Regions from separate parts of the Mus musculus genome. Here region 1 is linked to region 2. A link is a contact called in public promoter capture Hi-C data. All regions are on one chromosome and are shown on one strand. The core of a region is the stretch at or near the end of the contact, and the rest is flanking DNA. Distances in the headings are between cores, read along the strand shown.

Region 1 (4,764 bases), core at 462-2,961, 1.0 Mb after region 2:
GTCAAATCTAAGTGGATCAAGGAACTCCACATAAAACCAGAGACAGTGAAACTTATAGAGGAGAAAGTGGGGGAAAGTCTCGAAGATATGGGCACAGGGGAAAAATTCCTGAATAGAACAGCAATGGCTTGTGCTGTAAGATGGAGAATCGACAAATGGTACCTCATAAAATTACAAAGCTTCTGTAAGGCAAAAGACACCGTCAATAAGGCAAAAAGGCCACCAACAGATTGGGAAAGGATCTTTACCAATCCTAAATCAATAGTCACTTTTTTAACTTGGAAGTTTCCCAGTAGCAGAAATAGTCATATCTCTTTTACTTCAGTGTGCAAATTACTTGAGGTTTTCCTGAGTTTATGTATTTATAATCTTTTCAAACACAGCCATAACTTGTAAATACATTTCTTCTAAGCCACATGGATTCCAAGCATTTTAGATTATTAGGAATTAATTTTCTCCAAATATCATTAAAAGACACTGTCCTTTTTTTCTAGCCTCTAACATTGGATTTCTTTCTATTTTTTATTTAATTGCTAAGTTATCACTATATATTTTAGGCTTTTTAAATCTCTCTCTCTCTCTCTCTCTCTCTCTCTCTCTGTAGTTCTTGCTGTCCTGGAACTCACTCTATAGACCAGGCTGGTCTCAAACTCAGAGATCCACCTGCCTCTGCTCCCAGTGCTGGAAGTAAAGGCATGTGTTAGCACCACCTGACTATTTTTTTCTTGATATAAGTTATGAATTTGTTAGGAGTGGCTGGAATCTCTGTGTAAACAAATATCCCCATTCCAACACACTTGCTAGCCTTAATGCAGTTTCCTTTGTTTATATAAAATTAATCTCCATGATTCTGTCTCATTTCACTGTGGATCATGGGTATATGGGATTGTTAGATCAGAATGGGGAAAACAGAACAGAAGTTTAAGAAGACATTGGGTGCTTAGTAATTTTAAATTTATTTTGATCTTTATTTTTAATTTTATGTGTGTGGGTGTTTTGCCTGCATGTTATCTGTGCATGTATATACATGTAGTAGCCCTGGAGGCCAAAGAGGGCATCTGGATCCCCTGGAACTGGAGTTACTGAAGTTTTTGTGTGTTCTGGGAATTGTTCCTCTTGAGGGGCAGTCAATGTTCTTAATCATTGAGGCATTTCTCCAACACCCACAATGACATTTTAGAAACGCTACGATCATTAGTTTCCCAATTCTGAAAGGGTAAAAATAATAGAAAAATGTTTTATCAGGTGAAAATTAACAATAAAATTGATAGTAGATAAACACATTCTCCCCTAAGTCACAATCATATTTAGATTTTTTTTTTTTTTTTTTTTTTTTTTTTGCATAGGATACGGAATGAGTATTCACTTTTCTCTGGTTGTTTATTGGTAGACACAAAGCACAGACATTTAAATTTGTTATAGACTTGATGGTAGTACTTCCAGCAACCTAACTAGACTGGCAAGATAGAGATGCTAGAATCATTTTCTTCTTTGATTATGTGGAAATAGGAATACATTCCTACTATTTCTGGTACACAGAGAACCTTGAATACTGTTTTTCAAGAGAACAGAGGAACAAAAGTTTGAAAAATTGAATGAGTACAATGACCAGCTCTGGATTAGTTATTAATTAACAAAGCCTAACCAGGTTTTCTAATGCTCCACTAATCCTGCTTCCAAGCAACTTCAGAATCCAGGCTTATATTTGTGGTATAAATATTGTCTTTAGCGTTTCATAACAGAAAGAAAGCAGATGGCCTTTGGAAGGGGCTTATACTGCACTTTTAACTGTGTTTCTGTTTGGCTCTTAGATGCAGGCACAAAGGTTGCCAGAGCCTTAATTTCAAACTGCGTCATTTAATAAAATACAATAAGGAGAATTAAGAAACAAGACCGGGGGAACATTCTGCTTATTATCTTTGCATTGAGAGGACTGTTTTCCCCATCAGTTGCCAATGATGGATTTTTTTTTCTTTTTCCTTTTTGTCTGGGCATGATTACGTTACTCAATGAGAGGAGTGTGAAGTGCCACTTTAAAGCTAAACATTCAATTCCTCCTAATTCACAAGGGAGAGAAGGGTCAAGTTATGCAGCTGGGAAGTGACGTTTCTTCCCAACAGCTGTCATTGAAGAGACACGTGCAAACCGTAGAAGTCATTTGTCACAAGAACCCCATCCAGAATTTGGATATGTGTGTCTCACTTGCTAACGTGACATGAAATAGTGAAGCTTTCAAAATCAAGTGCAGAAACTTCCTTGTGTTGACATGGGCAAAATAAAATGAAAAGCGTTGGCAATTACATGGATAAATCAGCCCCAAAGTAAGCAACCACTGAGAGAAAAAGTTCCTTTGGCTCGATTATTCACAGTGACTGTTCCTGCTCATTACTTTATCAAGGTAATGAATTTTATCCAATACTTTACTTTGTCAGTATAGATATATCTTTAGTCTACGAATTTGAATGACTTTTTGATATTTTTCTTTCACTAGAAATTATAATAGGAATGGAATGAGGAAGAACTACATTGAAAGATGGCCACTGAAGCTATGATAAGAGTCTAAGATAATTTAAACTCCATTATTCAATAGCTATCAGATAGGACTATTGGATTGGAGCTAAGGAAGGATATGTGAAATCGTCAGAATCAAAAATTTTCTAAGTAATCTGCCTTCCTTGTTCAGTGGCCTATTACCCAAGAGATTCTTGGTCTGTAGGTCTCAGATGGGTTTCTGGTCATTTGACAACTTGCTAAATGATCCTGCAAGCTTCATCAGGATTTATATAAGGATCCATATACTTTTACATATAGATCTGTTGCCTTTCTGTATTGTAGAAAATATATAATCTCAATCTGGGCTTCTACCCCACCTTTGATCATTCAGTTCCTGAATAAAGGACACATAACTTTTATTACTTACAATAAGCCTTAATCAGCACTAGAGCTGGGCAGATATATACCCTCTATTACAATCTACTTTTCTACCATTAACCCAGAGTTACTACTTATTATGTTTCATCTGGGCCAGCTCTCATGGACATGCTTTCTTGAATCCCAACCCATGGTGTCATTCTCATCTCTCGCTACTTTCTTCTCTCTCTCATCATGGTCTTCTCCAACCCCAAGGCCAGGAACACCAAGCCCTGCCTATTTCAATACTTCCCAACTATAAGCTGTAGGCATCTCTATTCACCAATCAGAAATACCATGAGGGCAAGGTCACATAGCATCACTTGGGTCTATGTCTCTGGGGCAACCAGGACTTGGGAACCAGCACTTAGCATTACAATGCATAGCAACAGACAAAATCTCAACATTTCTGTACTTTTACACTCCTTATTTATGTTCAAAGAGGTGAAAAATTGAAATACAAAAATGAGGCAGAGGTGACAGAGCTCTATGAGTTCAAGGTCACCCTGATCTGCACAGTGGGTTCCAGTCTATCCAGTTGGTAAAGTGTTTAATCATACAAGCATGAAGGCCAGAATTCAATCCCCAGCATCCACATAAAAAAGCTGGGAAAGGATCACGGGGCTGTAATCTCAGAACGGAGGAATAGAAACAGGAGGATGCCTGGGCCTTGCTGGTCTAGTCTTGGTGAGATCCAAGTTCAGTGAGTGACCTTGTCTCAAAAATGTAAGTTGGTAAGCCACCTAGGAAGATATCTAATGTTGACTTTTGGCCCTCACATGCATGTCCTTATATGTGTACATGCATCTGGAGAGAGAGAGAGAGAGAGAGAGAGAGAGAGAGAGAGAGAGAGAGAGAGAGAGAGAGAGAGAGAGAAGCAATGTCAGTTTATACAACTCCTTATCTTATTCTTGAGCTTCAACTTGGAAGCTTAACGTGCTTTCTCTCTTTAGCCATCTTTCCCGTTTCTTCCAGAACCATCAGGATCCCGGTCAGTATGTCAGAAGCTTATCAGAGGTCAAGAGAAGTATATGATGCACTTAGCAGATTACCTCAAGTGATCTGTTCAGCTCAGGGACTCTTAAACATTACGAACATCTTATCTCTCAGAGGTTACTAAATGTGAGTAGACTCATTGCAATAGTATAATAGTAGGTAGAAAATAGACGTAACACAGATCGCCATTTTTGTCTTTGTTACAAGTTGTGTCATAAGAAAGGACCTTGAAGAATGACTGGCACATTTTGTCAAAGTAATTTTTTTTTCCAAAATGGAAATTTGTGTATGTTTTATTGGGAAAGAAATATTGGTAGACTGATGAAAAAATGAATAGGAAAATGTTCTTGGGCAATATAATTAACCTTTTAAGTTAGATTTCTTGGTTTCAAATGAAAGTAATAGAACTATCTACCTTGAAAGCTTGTCAAGGCTCTTCAGTGATTTATATAAATAATGCATGCATTGTGGTAGATAACACTCAATAAATGCAACATAAAAATCTTTATTTTATGATAACTGGCAATCTATATATCTGAAGCAACTTTTCACTTAATAACTGTTGTGTAGCAATTTCATCTGAGTAAACCATCCATTTTGGAGGGAAGCTTGTTAAGGCACAGGAAACTAGAAAGGAGGTGAAACAACAGGGTAGATGAGATATTCTATCCAGCAGGGAAGCTTTTTAAGCTTGGAAAGTCCTAAAACTGACTAGATATACTAGGGCCTGCCTCCCTAAGCACAGACAAGCTGTAAAAGCTGCTGAGAAAGACACCCTCAAACAAGCTGAGCTTAAGAAGAGCCTCAGGTGAGCCAAGTTGCTTGGAAGAAGCAGAGAGCAGCTAAGCACCTTAAGCA
Region 2 (5,288 bases), core at 1,099-3,598:
TCTTATCTTTGTTAAAATGATGTTATTCTTTAGTCATTATAACTCTTAATAGAGTTCGGGACTCATAGAATTCTGAGGTTGGTTTTATATTTAGAACACTTGGACTTCCAGGCAGTTTTCTTTTACATTTATGCATGGCAATTTTTTTTTTTTTGTCTGTGTGTGGTGGAGTTAAGCCTGAGCAGGAGCTGAGAAAAAGAGAAGGATGGAGCTAAGGATGTCTGGGAGAGAAGTTGGAGGGCCATGGACCAGAGAAAGGGCACTCACCTGTTCTTCTTTTCTGGCCTGTCCTATCAGTTTCTCATTCTTTCCTCAATTTTCTCATCTGAAAAGGAGACCTTTGAATTCAAATCCCTAGCTTTGTTTCAAGTTTTAAACTTCCTTTGGAAGAATTTTTTTTGAGGGGGGGGGATTTATTGGTGCCGTTCAGTAGCTTCCTAAAACTACACACAATGAATTGGTTCATCACCTAGATCCCAGCCTACTATGGTTGGAATGTGGCTTTTCTTCCCCAGACTCTGATCTCGATTATCATGTGTTAGAGGGTGAGGCTAAGTAAAAGTGTTGATTTTGTTAGGACTCTCCCCTTACTTACCGAATGAACGACGATGAACGGCTCAATTCTTTCTTGTGACTAATGGATTAATGAATGAATGGGCTATTCAGTGACTGATATAAAATCGAGTTCGGCTAGGTCTCCAATATGCTTTCTGTTTCCTGCCGTGATATCTGGCTGGTTCACGACTTAATAAACAAAAATCACCACACACAGCTCCTTGTCTACAATCATAACCAGAATATACCTGTTCTTTACAACTTAGCATCTATAATAGTAGAGGCAGAAAGTGGATTCAGATAAAGCTTAAATGTCTTATTCCAAAACCCTCACTTTTAATAGCTATGCTGTGGTGTGCTCAGAACTGCATAGTTTGAACATTTATCAAGCAGGGCACAGTGTTTCCATCCGGGGGCCTGGCCTTGCAGATGATGGTTAAGGTCTCTAGATCTTACTTCCACTCCCTGCTGCCTCACCAGGTGGCAACCCACTTCCGTTGCTGCCACAAAGATAGCTTCTTGGTACACAGGACCTTTGCCAAAGCAGAGCAGACGAGTTTGTAAAACTCTCTCTCTCTCTCTTTTTTTTTTTTTTTTTTTTTTGGTTTTTCAAGACAGGGTTTCTCTGTATAGCCCTGGCTGTCCCGGAACTCACTTATTAGACCAGGCTGGCCTCCAACTCCCGAGTGCTAGGCGTGCACCACCACTCCCCGCTGAGTTTGTAAAACTCTTAAGTATTTGCCATAGCAGAACAGAAGTAAAATGCCATTACACACATTCCTCCAAGAGGCTTTCTGTCCGTTGTCACTATATGAGTTCTCTGTTCTTCTGAGGCACACATCTGGTTACAGAGCACTCTTCATTATGCCAAATCTCTTGTTATTAAGGATAGAGGAATGCTGTGAAAGGAAAAGAGGCAAAAAAAAAGGGGGGGGGGGCTAAGATTGGGTTAGAGGTCAGCGTGACGTTGAGGTTTGTTCCACAGACAACAGTTTAAAAGGCAGTTCTTTACTTGTACTCCCTGCTAATTTCGCTTTCTGCTTTCCTGAGAGAATTAGAACACTCAACCTCACCAGAAGGGGGCTAAAAAAACCCTGAGCTCGGGGAAGCCGGGACTTCCCAGCCCACTCCGCAGGAGGGCGGGGCAAACACCCGGCGGCCAATCCCCGCATCCGCAGGTCGCGGTGTCCCCGCCCACTCTGCCCAGGCCCCGCCCTTCCCCGGGGCTGCTGCTGCTGCTGCAGCTGCTGCAGCCGGGACGTCAGCATCTCCGAGACCCCTGGGTGGCGGCTGCGCAGTAGGCGGGCCGTGGTCCAGGCCGCGCGGTCGGGAGGGGCGGAGCGAGCGGCGGGAGCGAGCGGCAGGAGCGCGCGCCGGGCCCGCCTCGGCCGCCGCCGCCGCCGCCGCCGCCGGGAGATGATCTGGGCGGCCGCGGGCGGCCCAGGCTAGCGGCCCCTGCCCGTGCTGCGGCGGGCCAGGGCAGCGAAGGTCGCGGGTGGGGGGTCGTCCTCCTCCCCGCCTCCGGGAGGGGCGAGAGGGAGCCGGGGCTGATGTCAGGGACGGCGGGCGGAGGCGCCCGAGGGCTGCGGGTCCAGGGGCTCGGCTGCCGGCGGCAGGGCGACTGAGGGTTCGGGAACGCCGCCCGGGTCCGCGTCCCCGTCCGCGCCGGCGCGGCCAAACAGGTGTCTCGGGCGGCGGGCGAGCGGCCACCCTCGCGCTCTCCGCGGCCCGGCGTGTCCGGCCCGAGGCGCCCGGGGCGGGCCAGCGCCGAGCGGTCCTGCCCGCCGCCCCGCCCCGGGCCTCCGCGCGCCCGGCGCCCGCCAGCTGTGTGCACTCAGGTGCGGGCACCTTCCGGCCGCAACAGTCCCGAGTGCCCGCCGCCGTTGGACCGTCAGCTTTGTCTGGAGCTGGTCGGTTATGGTTGGAACTTTCCCTGCCCTTCGTTGACTGAGTGAACCAGCCAGGTGTGTTGGGGGCTTGCTACGCGCAGGATTTAAAAAAAAAATGTTTTTTGTTTTTTCTTTTTCCTTTGGTAACAAAGTGTGATGGCTTTCCTAGATGTTGGCTAGTTAAACAAAGTGCTTTGACTTTAGATAGATACTCTTCTAAATTAACTAATTTAAGAGTGAGGATCGGGGATTAATGCTTTTGAGCTCTGTCCACACTTCTTACTAGTGGCGTGGGACTTAGAATATTCTAAGATCCCTTACTTCCTGGAAAAAAAATTTTTTTTTTCCAATCTAGATCTTTGTATTCACGGTATTTCCTTTTAGTACATACTGTCAAAAGATGTATTCTGAGTTAAAAAGTTACAAAGTTAGAACTTCAGTGCTTCAGACTGAGTAGGCAACGCGGAAGGGACAGAAGTTTGGTAATTTGCAGGAAGTTGAGGATAGACCACAGATAGCTCAGCCTGGTGCCAAGAAAAAAATGCTGTGCACACTACAAGTTGTTTGATTCTGGTGGAAGTTTGGATTTGGAAGTGGAAACTTGAGTTTTTAGAAGGTATTTATAAACGGTACAATTTTCCAGTTCCTTATCAGATAAATGTCAGACGAGCCTTGTGCACACGATATTGTGTGCTCTAAGCATTGTATAGCATTTCTGCCAGCTGTAGTATATATTTTTGTCCAGTTTAAATGAATATAAGGTTTGAAGTTACCAAACAGTTAACTCTTTTCACCATATGTTCAGTAAAACTGACTTAGGAAGGCAAGTATGACTCACTGAAAAGTCAGCATTAGTGGACAACTAACTTTAGTGTTTCAGATTTTCTTGAAATTTATGTTTTCCTCTATCTTTTTACTCAGGACTCAGCAGTTTACAAATGCTTTGTGGTCATTTCCCACTTAAACTCCCTCTCCCTACATTGTGCTCTTAAAAAAAAAATCAGCCTACAGTTGTGGATAACTTTAATATCAAGCAGTTTAAAAGTACATATAATGAGTTAATGTTTGGCTAATTGTATTCAAAAGTATGTGCTGTATATTGCTTGTGTGTTGATTTTGCTGAAATGAAAATTGTGTTATTCAGCTTAACTATAAACTCATGATAATATAAAGTCAAATCTTTGGTGAAAGTAGTGGTTGGAATTTTGTTGCAATTTATTTATGAATCAAATGTGAATTGAAATTGTTACCTTAATGCTCCTGTTTACCTATTACATTCAAAAGTTGGCTTTTCGGTACAGATATTTTAAAAGGACTTTGAGATTTTAACAACTAGCTTGAAATAAAAGAAAGATACATGTTTTTAATTACCAAATCTGGTGGGACTAAGGTCTTTTTAAAAATTAAAAATTTAAATTAACATGCCAAGTGGTGAGATTCATATATACGTTGGTCATTATACTTTGGTTTTATTCGCTTAAAGAAAACAAGACTTGCTGCATAAAATGTGAAGTTGGCCTTTTATCTTTCAATCCAATAAGAAACAAATGATAAAGTGTACTTAATTTTTTGCATATAATTGAAATGTCACTCCCCACCTGGTGTTGGGGGTGGGGCGGTGTAAGTCACTCAGCTGCAACTGTTTTTTTTTTTTTTTTTCCTGTTAGGTGTGAAACAGGAAGCTGTTCTTTATGAATCAGGGAGTCCCATTTGAAGGTGGAGACACCAAACAGAAACTTAAAACAAATTATCTTGCACCTGCAGTATGAAGTGTAGTAAGGGCCTGGGGAGGCAGTATTAAAGAGACTCTGGATTTGGAAATCTGACTGTTTTTACAATGAAAGCTGTCTGCTGAAGCACATCTTGACTATGGATGAATTGAAATATATAGAACTCCGTGTGGCCACTTGCATTCTTGTTTGCTATGTTAGTTTTCTGAGGCTACCAACAACGGCCCATTTGAGACGCTGGCAAAGCTGCACTGCTCCAGAGGTTCTAGAATCTACCGTTACTGCAAGCTCTGTGTCTAAGGGTGTCCTTTGCTTTCTTTTACACCACCCCAGCCTCTGCCCCTGTGATCACAAGGCATCGTCTCTGTGTAGCTCTGCAAGCAGGGAACTTGTGAGAAATGCACATTTTCAAAGTTCTCTTGACTGGGGATGGAATGCTTTGCTTTAAGGTGGGAAACAAGTGAAGTGAAAAAAAAAATATGAGGCTGCGAGTGCCAGCTGGAGGTCAGTGTAGGATGTCCAGGGAAGACCCCTGTGAAGGACATAGCAGAAACAGTGTGCAAGGAGCCGAGCCAGGGATGCCTGAGCAGGGTGTTGCAGCAGAGACCAGCAAGACCCTGGTGTGTGAAAGGAGACAGCAGAGTCTAAAGTTAAAACCCAGTGGGGAAAGCGGTATAGGCAGTATTGAAGACAGGTCATTTTAAGGTTTGGGCTTTTTAAAATGAGGCTAGGCAGGTTGTAGAGGCGTTTGAGAAAATGGGTGACAAGGTCTGATTCCAGTTGATAGGATGACTCTGGCATACTAGCAGAAATAGCCAGAAGAAAGAAGGGTGCGAGGAAGAGAAGTGTTGGCTGGAAGGCTGTTGCTGTGATTGTGAGACAGCTCACACCAGGGTGGAGGCAGTGGAGACAAGCTAACTACACACAGTACACAATACAGTGCACAAAGGCAGCTTTCCTGTTAGTCACCTCCTTGTCTGCCTTAAAGAGAATCAATGTTGTAACTCGCCTTATAGATTCTTTCTGAGGTGATAGATAAGAGAAACTATGTCACAACAGGTTAGAACAGGGGTGTGCCTTTGCCATTGTGGGTCAACATCAGGTGTCTTCCTCA

What was found. Promoter capture Hi-C pulls out the DNA fragments that hold promoters and counts their contacts.
Region 1: a contact with region 2 is called in a promoter capture Hi-C map of liver, with 2.3 times the contacts expected there. The contact joins the enhancer-like site here to the promoter of C1galt1 in region 2. A contact is called at or near these places in 6 of 39 promoter capture datasets (the HPC-7 cell line, HPC-7-derived erythroid cells, cranial neural crest and 2 more), 3 of 115 datasets of contacts at active chromatin or transcription factors (embryonic stem cells, large pre-B cells and pro-B cells) and 1 of 9 other capture datasets (embryonic stem cells).

Annotation. Positions count from the first base shown.
Region 1 is chr6:8,862,355-8,867,118 of GRCm38.p6, forward strand. No RefSeq gene overlaps it. Among named protein-coding and RNA genes, the nearest start is that of Gm35674, 28 kb to the right of the region's middle. Within about 2 kb of position 1,712, at least 7 of the 459 cell types and tissues checked have an H3K27ac peak or open chromatin away from gene starts, as enhancers often do. A contact at or near this core is called in liver, where this site is marked.
Region 2 is chr6:7,842,876-7,848,163 of GRCm38.p6, forward strand. C1galt1 (core 1 synthase, glycoprotein-N-acetylgalactosamine 3-beta-galactosyltransferase, 1) reads left to right here and starts at 2,349. Exons shown (of 4, transcript NM_052993.3): 1 at 2,349-2,519.